2 separate regions of the Sus scrofa genome follow, and region 2 is linked to region 1. A link is a contact called in public Hi-C data. All regions are on one chromosome and are shown on one strand. Each heading gives the region's core, a stretch centred on a gene start, on an enhancer-like site or on the middle of the called end of the contact. The rest is flanking DNA. Distances are from core to core; before and after follow the strand shown.

Region 1 (5,882 bases), core at 3,038-5,537:
CCTCCATCATGTTCCATCATAACTGACTAGATATAGTTCCCTGTGCTCTACAGCAAGATCTCATTGCTTATCTACTCCAAATCACTTTTTTTTTTTTTTCTATTTTCAGGGCCGCACGTGTGGCAAATGGAGGTTCCCAGGCTAGGGGTCAAATCGGGGCTACAGCTGCCAGCCTACGCCACAGCCACAGCCACATCAGATCCGAACCACATCTGCAACCTACACCACAGCTCACGGCAATGCCAGATCCTTAACCCACTGAGCAAGGCCAGGGATCGAACCTGCAACCTCATGGTTCCTAGTCAGATTTGTTTCAGCTGAGCCACGACAGGAACTCCTCACATTCTTTGTGGGTTTTTTTTGGGGAGGGGGGTGATAAAGAAAAAGATAGCTTTTTTGCTTTGCCAATCAAAGGAGGGTCACACCAGGCTAGCCCTGAAGACCGTGCCCCCCCCCCGCATTCTCTCTTTTTTTTTTTCTGTCTTTTTGCCTTTTCTAGGGCCACTCCCGTGGCCTATGGAAGTTCCCAGGCTAGGGGTCCAATTGGAGCTGTAGCTGCCGGCCTACACCACAGCCACAGCAACGCAGGATCTGAGCTGCATCTGCCACCTACACCTCAGCTCACAGCAACGCGGGATCCTTAACCCACTGAGCAAGGCCAGGGATCGAAACCACAGCCTCATGGTTCCTAGTCGGATTTGTTAACCACTGCGCCACAACGGCAACTCCCCACATTCTCTTTCCATACGTAAACGCAGCACCTGTTGCCCGGCCTACTGTCACTTCTGACCCTGCCCGATTGAGGGTTCTGTTGTTGCTGACCACTCCCAGGCCTATTGGACCCGATGGTGACCGATGAACTTGACTGATGAACAGTTGTTATGTCTGCTTTTCTTCGCTGCCTTTGCTGGGTCTTTCAGTTATCCCAGCACAGAAATTCTGTTGCAGTAAACATGCTCAGTTTTCTGGGTCTGTTCCAAAACCCTACTGTTGATGATCTTTAGCATTTGGTATGAAGTGAACTTCACAAACGATGTTGATAGAAGCATCTTTTTTTTTTAGGGCCGTCCCCATGGCATATAGAGGTTCCCAGGCTCATATAGGAGTCGAATTGGAGCTATAGCTGCCAGCCTATGCCACAGCTACAGCAATGCCAGATCCAAGCTGCGTCTGCGACCTACACCGTAACTCACGGCAATGCCAGGTCCTTAACCCACTTAGGGAGGCCAGGGATTGAACCTGCATCTTCATGGATACTAGCTGGGTTTGTTACCACTGAGCCTCAACAGGAACTCCCACAAATAATGTTGATGATCTCTAAGATGTGCTTATGAGTTTTTTTTTAATGGCAGTGTGTATCACCATTTATATAAATATATCTATAAAAGATATAAGTCCAGGAGTTCCCACTGTGGCTCAGAGGTAATGAGCGTGACTAGTATTCATGAGGACGTGGGTTCGATCCCTGGCCTCACTTGGTGGGTTAAGGATCCAGCATTGCTGTGAGCTGTGGTGTAGGTCGCATATGGGGCTCAGATCCTATGTTGCTCTGGCTGTGGTGAAGGCCCACAGCTGCAGCTGTGATTTCACCCCTAGACTGAGAACCTCCATATGCCAAGGGCGCAGCCCTAAAAAGGCAAAAATTAAATAAATAAAAATAAGTCCATAGTTAATCATATATGACAGTATATGTATAAATATTTCTGTAGGCCACACCAGAAACTGCAATTGGGCTGGGAAACAGGCTATAGAAACCAAAGGTGAGAAGAATTGTTTTTAAAATTCAGCCTTTTGTACTGTTGGTTTGTATGTTTTTACCACGTGCCTCGTGTCTAAATGACATGCTACTGAGCAGATTTGGTTTGGCCTGGTAGTTGAAGCCCAGGCGCCACCATATCTTTGGTGCCTCCTAGAAGAGATGCTCTCATTGTACTTTTTCTCTACTTTGTCAGCAGCAAGAGTGGCTTTAGTCTAAATAACCGAATTCAGTGACAGGATTCAGTTTCATCTCCGTTGTCACTGTCAAAGTGTTTGAGCTGTGTGTGGGCTTCCCTAACACAGGCTGGTAAAAGTTTTGTCTTTGTCTTATCAGTGTCAAGCACTGAGACTGTACTAAGTAGTTGACAGTTATTTGTATGTCTTTCTGTGTGTGTGCTACAGAAGTAAACGGAATTCACAATTGCTGTCTTTAAGCCTGTTCTTAGTCTAATGACTTGGAAAATTTTAATAGAGAATCAGAAATATGGCAGCAGCTTTTTGGTCTCTTTCAAATCCTGTGAGGATGTGGCACATAGACATGGCGATCAGGAGTGGATCAGATTAGATACCGTTAATGCTGACGCCATGTTGCCACAGTGACCTGCAGAAAAAATCTGGTTAAAAACCTAGTTACGGGAGTTCCTGTTGTGGCTCAGCAGGTTAAAGACACAACGTTGTCTCTGTGAGGATGAGTTCCATCCCAAGCCTCACTCAGTGGGTTAAGGATCCAGCCTTGCTACAAGCTGTGGCCTAGGTCGCAGATGCAGCTCGGATCCGGCATTGCTGTGGCTGTGGCATAGGCTGCAGCTGCAGCTCTAGTTTGACTCCTAGCCGGAAAACTTCCCTATGCCACAGGAGCAGCCGTTAAAAAAAAAAAAAAAAAAAAAAATCTAGTTACAAGTCATAGTCTTCGTTCTGCTCTGTTCTGATCATAAGAAAATTCCGTCATAAGTTAATCGTAAGAAAATCATAACTTATTTATTCCTGTATGAAATGGGAATGAGAGTAGTCCCTTCCTAAGATTTCAGTCAGGTTAATGCGATACAGTAAGTGGAAATGCCTGGATTTTAAAAATAGAAGTCTCTCTCAGTAGAGGGGACGATTAAGAAGACTCCAAAGAAACAGCTAGTTACAATCCAGTCCTGCATCAGATTCCCATATATCTTCCCAGAATACCCTGAAGTTTTGGAGTTCCCGTTGTGGCTCAGTGGTTAACGAATCCGACTAGGAACCATGAGGTTGCGGGTTCAATCTTTGGCCTCGCTCAGTGGGTTAAGGATCCGGCTTTTGCCATCGTCTGTAGCTTTGGATGTCCAAAAAACTGTTAGATTAACCTTTTAGACTAAGACGAAGCCCAGCAAGAAATTAGGATTCAGGTAGTTTTTCAGAAGGTGAAACAGGTGTGCTTACAGTTCTGTTATCCTAGGAGTCTCCTGTAACAGACTCCCACAGGTGAGGGTTTGTGAGCTCTTGAAGGAGAACAGCAAAACACCACTTGGGAAATAAAATCACACTGTCCTGGGCATTCCAGCACTTCCCAGGCCGGCCTCCTTTCGGCACCGTTCCTTTCTGTAATCCCACCCTCCTCTCAGCCCTGGCACATAGTCCCATGAACATGCCACCTGCCTTCTCTCTCTCTGGCCCCATCCTTTGGCTGCTCAGTTTATTTTTTCCACATCCTCACCCTCTTCCAGTTCCAAGCTAAATAACCCTCACAGATGGCTTGTTCCATCAAAGCTGTTTAAGAACACAGGACAGTGAACTGGGGTCCAGAAGGAGCTGCCAAAGCCCGAGGCTGCCCTTCCTACGGAGGCCCAAGACAGCTTTGTCGTCAGCTCCCTAGAAGTCCACAGACAGGGAGCAGAAAGGCTGGCAGGTGGGGTGGTGGAATGTCTCTTTAACACTATAATCCTCCAGCAGCTAGCAACTAGTTCTCACTTAGATTTACAAGTCAGAACCTGGAGCCGGATACACGGCGGACTCCATTTTCCACAGGAGACCGAGCGCTTTGTAGTTGGCATTTCTCCCCCACTTTTTACAGCGTGGAAACCCAGCAGGAAATGGCAGTCCCATTTGTGTTTTGGACCGTGGTTTGAGTCCTTACTAAACCTCTTTGTGAGCTCCTGGAGAGGGCTAGATCCCTGCTCTGCCTGACCCGAAGGGCAGTGTTCCCAGCTGTCAGCACATCCTTGGGAAGAGGGTGAACCTCAGACGCCTGTTAGAAATCCCGCAGATGAGAGAAGACCCAGAGTGTCACTCTTTCTTTCCTGTCAGCAAGGACATGTAAGTTCCCTGTCTGCCTTGTCATCAGCTTTGGAACACTTTTCTCCGATGTTTCCCCGTATGCAGTGGTCTGCAGGCTTCTGCCCCTCGTCTTGATCCTGCACCCGCCTTCCCTCTGTCATAATTGGATGGGTCTGGTTAATCTTGGCCCGGTGACAAGGCAGACGGCCTTTTCCTTGTCCTCACAGTTAACTCCTGTGGGACTTAAGACCTCTCTGGTCATGGTCTCCCTCTCTCGCTCTCTCGCTGCCTGCCCCCTCCCTCGCCCCTCTCACCGGCAGCCTGTGTAGACTCCCCTGAGGTCACTGAGGGAGGGCGGGTGGGCTGCTGCGTCCGAGTCCCTCTTCCCTCAGTGAGCAGAGGTCCCTTGAGAGACCCCCTTCCTTCCTCCCCGAAGAGCCACGTTGGAGGCTTATCTTCTTGAACGTGGGCATAGCAGGGCAGGGAGCAGCAGCATGTGTGGAGCGGTCTGACCAGACACGGAGGTTAACTCTCAGCTGGAGAGAGCAGACAGTTGTAATAGCTTCCCCAGGAAAGAGCAGAAGAGAAAGAAAAAAACATTCTGGGGCCGGGAAGTACGCCCTGAGAACTCAGTCAGAAATGAGCTTCTCCTCCCTCAGCCTGGTCTTTCTGCTGAGAAGGAAACTGTTGTCCTTTCTCTTCTCTGCCTTCACATGCTGCTCCAAGATCCAGTGCTGCCAGAGGAACAACACCCCCTGTTGCCTGCTTAGTAAACGTTTCTCAGACTGATGGATCTGGGGAGCCTTTGGGTGCCAGGTGGAAGGAGAGAGCTTTGATTTCTTTTGTCTCGTCCCCGTGCTCCTTGATAGCCCTTTCTCTTTACAGTCCATCCAGGGTCCAAGACTGTAGTGCAGAGAACTTTCTGGGGCCACTCACGCGTAGCCTTAACTTGGCATCCGGTGGTGACTGGTTTCCCATGTTCATTCAGTGCATCGGCTGAGCAGCTGAGGTCTTGCCCTGCTGTGTCCAGGGAGATGAAGTAAACTGGATGTGGACGATAGACTCCTTTTAGGGTAGATATTCTGAGAAGTTTTTCATTTCACTGTCTCTGTTCTTGCCTGTAGCTTAGCCAAGCACCCATTTGGTTTGTGTGCATCTAAATGTGTTCTTCAGAACTGTTTTATTTTGTCCTGGAGGTGAGCCTTTGGGCTGCTGAGCCCGGAGGAGGGGGCAGGACTTGAAGAAGGTCCTGGAGGATCCTTTCTCCAAGAGTGCCATTACTTCCTAAGAGGCTCTGTAGTATAATGGACTGAGCACAGGCTTCAGTGTAAGACAAATGTGGGTTCAAATCCCAGCCTCACCACTTACTGCATGTGTGTTTCCTTTGGGCTTCAGTTTCTTCTTCCTCTTTCTATCTCCCAGGATTACTGTGATAATGAGATGAAATAGCCTAATGCCTAGCAACATTCAGCCACCGCTTCATCTCCACCGCAGCTTTCCCGGTAAAATGGGATATTTCAGCCACTGAGAAGCTGTGACCCATGAAAACTGCAGAAGAATTACTGACTTGTTCTACTTGCCACTACCCTGAAGCTCCTTAATGAGCTTCTTGCAAGCTCATGAGTTTTTGTTTCTAGAACGCGCCGTGCCCTGAGTTTGTTCAGTTTTCTTTTTCACTCATGAGGACTTCTTTCATGATCAGTTCCCAAGGGCTTTGGAATGTCTGGGTGGTGGTTCTCCTAGAAGGCAAGCCTGCTTCCTCTGGGCCGCCCCAGAGGCCTTGCTGGCCGACTGATCTCCAGAAACTGCTCCTTACCTGTCTGCACCTTCGCTTTTCCTAAGCAACATTTCCTGGCTTCGGATCTTGTGAGCAATTATCC
Region 2 (5,618 bases), core at 2,372-4,871, 68 kb before region 1:
TCCACCTGCCTGCCTCTTTGTTTGCCTCTATTTGTCTGTCTCTGCTGTTCATGTTTGTCTGTATCAGGGGTCAGCAAGCTATGGCCCATGAGCTAAGAATGGTTTACATTTTTAAATGGTTGAAAAAGAAAATCAAAAGCTAGGATTTCATGACTTGTGAAAAGTATATGAAAGCCCCATTTCAGTGTCCATAAAGTTATGGTAGAACACAGCCATGCTTGTTTGTTTACACTCTGTCTGTGGCTGCTTTCACACTGCAACAACAGAACTGAGAAGTTGTGACAGAGAGCGTATGGTCTACAGAGCCAAAAATACTTACTGTCTATCTGATTACAGAAAAAGTTTGCTGGCTCCTGATCTATGTCCATATTCCCATGTGTACCATTCTTCTGTGTGTTAGTGTTGCTGTGAGTGTGTGTGTGTTTGCACAAGAGTGTCTTAATGTAGTGCATGTAGGCACTTGTCTCTGTTGACTCTCCATCTCTCTCTCCCTCTCCCTTACTCTCTCTTCCTATCTCTTTCTCTCTCTTACCTCCCTTTCTCCCTTTCCTCCACCTCTCTCTCTCCCATCCTCTGTGCTGTGGTCTCTGGCAGGTGGAGTGTGCCCAGAGTTCCTTCAGGCTCGGTGTTGGGTGTGTGCATGTGTGTTTAGGAACAAGCAAGCATCCATACCCAGCATCTCGTCATTCTTCTCCAGGGCTCTTCTCTGGGAGGGGAAGGTATGGGAGGATGGAGGAGGGCTATCTAGGATGCTGCCAGTGGCATTTCTAGGGAGTGGGGAGGGCTGTGTCTCTGGACTGGGGCCACCCATGTAAGTCTCCTGGACTCATGGGTGACCCAGAGAGGGAAGGCTTCAGTGGAGATTCTGGCCAGCAGACCTTTGTGTGTGGACTCTAGATCCTCACATGTCTTCCTTGCTCCTCACCCCAAGAAGCCCTGGACCATTAAGGCTTCCCTCCCCTGCAGCCCCCACCCCAGCTTAGCTCTCTAACCATGTGGCTGATACAGTACCAAAGGAGTTGCTGCATCTTTCCTGTGAACCTTTCGAGGTTTCCAAAATGCACTCCAAGCTGAGGCCTCGTGAACCAGAGTTGAGCCCTGAGCTGGGCAGCTGTGGCCACACAAAGGAACAAACTGATCTGCTGGCTAGGGGCAGCTGTTTCCCAGCAGTGTTCCCCAAAGAGTTAACATGTACAGCCTCAAACTTTTCAGGCCATTAATCTGCAATGCCGACGAGGCAGTTTGGAAAGAAACTGACAAGGAAGGTCTCTGCTCTCCAAGTATCTGAAGCCACTGCTTCTGAGCATGTGCAGGGCCACAGAGTGTTCCTCCCTTCCTCTGGGGGCCGAGGAGGCAGACCACTCGTCCCTGGAGCTTGGGCTTTCCCTGGGTCGCCCCCACCCCAACCGAAGGTCCCTCAGGTACGGTCCACTCAGCCCCAGTTTACCCACCTCCTGGCCCTGAGGCCTGTTAACTCTCTTTTGCGACCTGTCTCACTTCATCCCTCCTCCCTCTCCCGTTCCCTTTGGCTTTTGTTTGGCTGAGGAAATGGAAAGCTCACACAGGAAGTGCTGGGCCTCATTTGCTTGAGGTGCTGAGTCTGTTTTCTCTTTGGATGCTGCAGCAAATGGCCCGTTGCCGGCTCATGCGAGCTGCTGCCCATCTTTGGGCAAGGGCTCAATCTGCAGCTGGGCACGTGCTCTGTGCTACAGCCATCCCCAGCTGGGCTTCACCTCCAAGGCTGCAGAGAGGCACGGGGGTGGGACATTTGAATCACATTTGCTTAGTCTTTTCAGACTTTTCTTCACAGGGAAGGCAAATCTGACCACATAATAGATGGGATCTGAGCTCCTAGTAAACGGGTTCCTGTAGCTGTAACTTGCTTTTTGACGGTCCAGTCTAGGCTAGAAAGTCGGGGGTGGAGAAGAGTCCCCTCTACACTGTCTGTCTTTGCAGTTGGGATCAATGACTGGTTGTCTCTGGAATGCAAGTTTAAGCATAAAGGAGAGGCTTTGCTATCCCGGGGCGACCACGAGGCGTGGTGGTTTGAGGGCTGGTGCCACTTTGGGACCGCGCATACCTGGCCTGACCACCCCTGAAGGTCATTCCACCTCATGGCCTTCCGAGCACTGGAAAAGTGGAATCAGAATTTACCTCCCTTCTTTCCAGTCCCTCTCATAACTGCCTGACACGCACGGAGTGAATACTCACCCGGTTGAGAGAGTGGCAAGGTATGGTGGTTCTGTGGGTTGCAGAGTGGCATCTTACACCCACTGATCTTCCATAGTGCGGAGGCTTTTAAGACTATAGGGCATAGCATACTCCAGAGAGTTCCATAGATGTCAGAACAGTAATCCCTCTGACACTCTTAAGGTCCTTGTGGTGCTCTTCATTTTGGAGGGTTTAGGAACGCTCTCGAGAGAGGAGGAAGGAAACGGCTTCCACTTAACGCCGCTCCTGTGTATGTTTTCAGTGGTCTTTGCCTGCGTGTGCTCTCTACAAAGACACATCCTCATCGATCCTAAGATAAGGTGACCAGATAACCTACACTTCAGTTTGCTTCTCCTCCAGAAATCCCACTCCCAAATTGTCGCCTTCATATATTTGGATCCTTATTTAATCTTCCTCCCTTCCTTCCCGGTCTTTCATTATGTTACTGTCTTTGCTTGTACAGTTAGAGTCATTTCAGAGCATCTTCCACTTTCCCCGGGGGAATTCCAGAGCACCTCATTCGTCTCCTTGGTCCTCTCCTTTTGCCTGTATTCCTCTTCTTCTTTCTGGTTAAATTTACTTTTTTTTTTTTGGCAGTAGCCACTTAGGCACACATGGACTACTTAGAATGATGACAACAGAACATCAGTGACACTGCAGAGTGTCCAGGGCAGGATTTCAGGGCCATTTGTGCCTTCCCACACAGTGGCACTTAGTAGGTATGTCTGCTGGGATCAGCACCCAAGTTACTTGACTTCCCATTTGTATCTGCTAAGAGCTGTAATAGGATGGCTTTACATCCCAGGAAATTTTTGGTCCAGAGGATTGTAGCAGGGTGTGGAAAGTTGCCTTGAGCCACTGTAAAAGACAGTGTAGAGTGCTTTGGTCGATTTAGAACAGACCACAGTGTTCGGAGGGGCCATCTCCTTGGGGTGGGGGAGGAGCGGGGAGCACAGTTTCTGGGCGAGGCCTCGTTAGAGGGGAGGGGCAGCTCCTCCCTGTGTTACCAGTGAGCATGAGGCAGGCTGTGAGTGTCAGGTGGTGGAGAAGAGCAGAGCAGCGGGCCTCCACGAGCCTAAGCGTAGCCCCCTTGCATCCCAAGACCTTTGGCGAGGCCAGGGCAGTGGGACAACCTACCTCATTTCATAGTCTCTGCTGAAGCCAAATCTTCCCTCATCTTGATCTCTAGTTCTCAGTAAGTGAAAGAGTCAGGGGACTTTGAGAACATCCAAACCTAGCCCAGCTGTGGCAGTTGGTTTATTGCTTTCAGCTGGTACTTGAACCCAGGTCCTGGTCTTGGAGGCTTTCCCAGGTTTAATCCCCAGAGCTTTCTCTGCAGCTGTATGACACTGCGCTGACCCCGAATGAGGATAGGAAAATAGAACCAGTGCCAAGCCAGAGTCTCTTTTTCATTTGGAGTCTGGCTGTCTGCCCATGACCAGGGTTACATAATGGGAAACATAGCTGGGGCTCTGGAGAGCCCGCGTTTCACCAGGCTGCCCAGACCTTCGCATTCTGATGCTATATATCTTCCTAATTGTAGCTCGGATGCATTTATCACACTGTTGGATTGGAGTACTGATTTAAAAAGAAAAAAAAAAAAAAAAAAAAAAGAAAAACCCTCCAAAAATTCCTGGACTTGCTGCCTTTCCATGGCTTGTCTTGTATAGTCTACAGAGCATGCTGGAAAAGGTTTGTAGGGAGCCCTCTGAGGTGCTGTCACATAGAGAGACATGGGGATATGTAGGGAGTATGCAGTAAGCTAATTTCCGCAGGGAGCCTACATGTGTTGACCCTGCAGACGAGATAGAAATTCCTGAGCTAAAAAACAGCTCCTTCGCTCACCCTCAGAGGGCAGCTCTGAAATAAGAACTAATCCCAAGTCTAATCGGCACCCCTTCAAGGACGCTTAATACGTCTTCCCAGAAGGGCATTTTAGGAGGTCACTAAGTAATAGTCCATCAGCACTTCCCTGAAGGAAGTGGTGGTGACTGTGGGAAGCCCCTTTGCTACCCTGGCTCCCCACCCAGTCTCCTTGGCTCCGGGTTGGGGCGTCAGCACTATAGCCTGGCACCAGGGGGTTCCTCTTCCTCCAAGTGCTGAGTGTGGGGCACACGTGATCTCTCCCACGGCAGGAGCTTCTGCCCCCTCCCCACTCCTCCCCCAGGACTTCTTGTGAGAGGAAGGGGTGTTGGCCTAAGGCTCCAGTCTGACCCCAGCAGGGTACAGCCGCTGACCCCAGGGAGAGTACTTTCCAGCTCTGGGCTGAGGTTATTTGGGTCCAGTGTGTGCTAAACTAAGAAGACGTGTTGGAGTGGTTACAGCTAAAAATTTAGAGAGGCAGGAACCGTGAGAATCCGCACCAGGGAGGCCGCCAAGGGCTCCACTCATGCCGTGGAGATGTCGAGGTCCCCTGGGGGCTGCTCTTTCCCAAACACACAGTACTGATGGGTTTAACACACCATGGTGATGCGACCCAGGCCATACATCTGAATGCAGCTTGGGAGAACTGAAGTCAAATAAGGCACTGACCTAGAGAGCGGTTCAGGGAGGCACAGAAGAGGTACTTGAGAAATCCTGGAATGAGGTTACCGTGACCTGTTGTTGGCCATAGGGCTCCAGCTGCACTGCTTAGAACATGAAGTTTATGTTCTTGGAGTGGTGTAGGTGACTGAGCCTCAGACTGATTTTGCCCTATTGGGCAGACTTAGTTTAAGTTGGGCACTCTTCCAAGGGCCCAAGTTGACTCGTTCGTGTTAATTAGAAAGGCAGAAAGGATCTTCTTTAACGGAGTCTCGTATTTTTTAGTGGTTACCTAATAAACAGCTATTCTCCTTGGAGGATGGTATCTTGCTACCCATGTCTTAACTCCTAGAACAGTGATCCCTGATAACTTTATCTCCTGTTTATATCATGGTGGCATCTGGAAAATACACTGTAGTTTCTAAATCTCAGAGAGTGTGGCACAGATCTCCCCCCACCCCCACCCGTCTCCACCCCATCCTGTTGAGCTGCCCAGCCCTGATGCCGGAACCAGATCCTCAGCCTACTGAAAACAGAGTTGGCATGACATCTTGGCTTTCCGAGGGGCTTCCTAAGCTATTTCAAGCCCGGGTACTGGTCTTTTGACTCTCCCAGACTTCTTGGATTCAGGTCCATTTCTGCTATTATCTGCTCACTTCCTGCAGTTTTCAGCAGTTGGGTGGAACGTCCTCTAGGGCTGCATTGGTCTTATGTGTTTGCCTTGGAACCCCATGTGGAGGGTTGTGGGCTAGAATATGATGGCCCATAGGCAGACGAGTTTCCAAAGAGGACATTACATATCTTCAGAGCATTTCTCTTCTGTGGCCTTTTGTCTTCCCCTTTTGTGTCTCTAGTCCATGGACTCTCTCTTTTTCAGGTTCCTT

What was found. A called contact is a pair of places that touch in the nucleus more often than the background predicts.
Region 2: a contact with region 1 is called in a Hi-C map of fetal skeletal muscle, with 1.9 times the contacts expected there. The contact joins two enhancer-like sites. A contact is called at or near these places in 4 of 47 Hi-C or Micro-C datasets (embryonic fibroblasts, fetal heart ventricle, fetal skeletal muscle and 1 more) and 1 of 2 datasets of contacts at active chromatin or transcription factors (skeletal muscle).

Annotation. Positions count from the first base shown.
Region 1 is chr12:48,207,941-48,213,822 of Sscrofa11.1, reverse strand. All of the region lies in intron 13 of SMG6 (telomerase-binding protein EST1A), which reads left to right. It overlaps LOC110256076 (a long non-coding RNA gene), which reads right to left. Exons shown (of 7, transcript XR_002337311.1): 7 at 2,721-5,882. Among named protein-coding and RNA genes, the nearest start is that of HIC1, 43 kb to the right of the region's middle. Within about 2 kb of position 4,287, at least 20 of the 83 cell types and tissues checked have an H3K27ac peak or open chromatin away from gene starts, as enhancers often do. A contact at or near this core is called in fetal skeletal muscle and skeletal muscle, where this site is marked.
Region 2 is chr12:48,275,449-48,281,066 of Sscrofa11.1, reverse strand. The region is part of intron 12 of SMG6 (telomerase-binding protein EST1A); the gene reads left to right. Among named protein-coding and RNA genes, the nearest start is that of SRR, 110 kb to the left of the region's middle. Within about 2 kb of position 3,621, at least 38 of the 83 cell types and tissues checked have an H3K27ac peak or open chromatin away from gene starts, as enhancers often do. A contact at or near this core is called in fetal skeletal muscle and skeletal muscle, where this site is marked.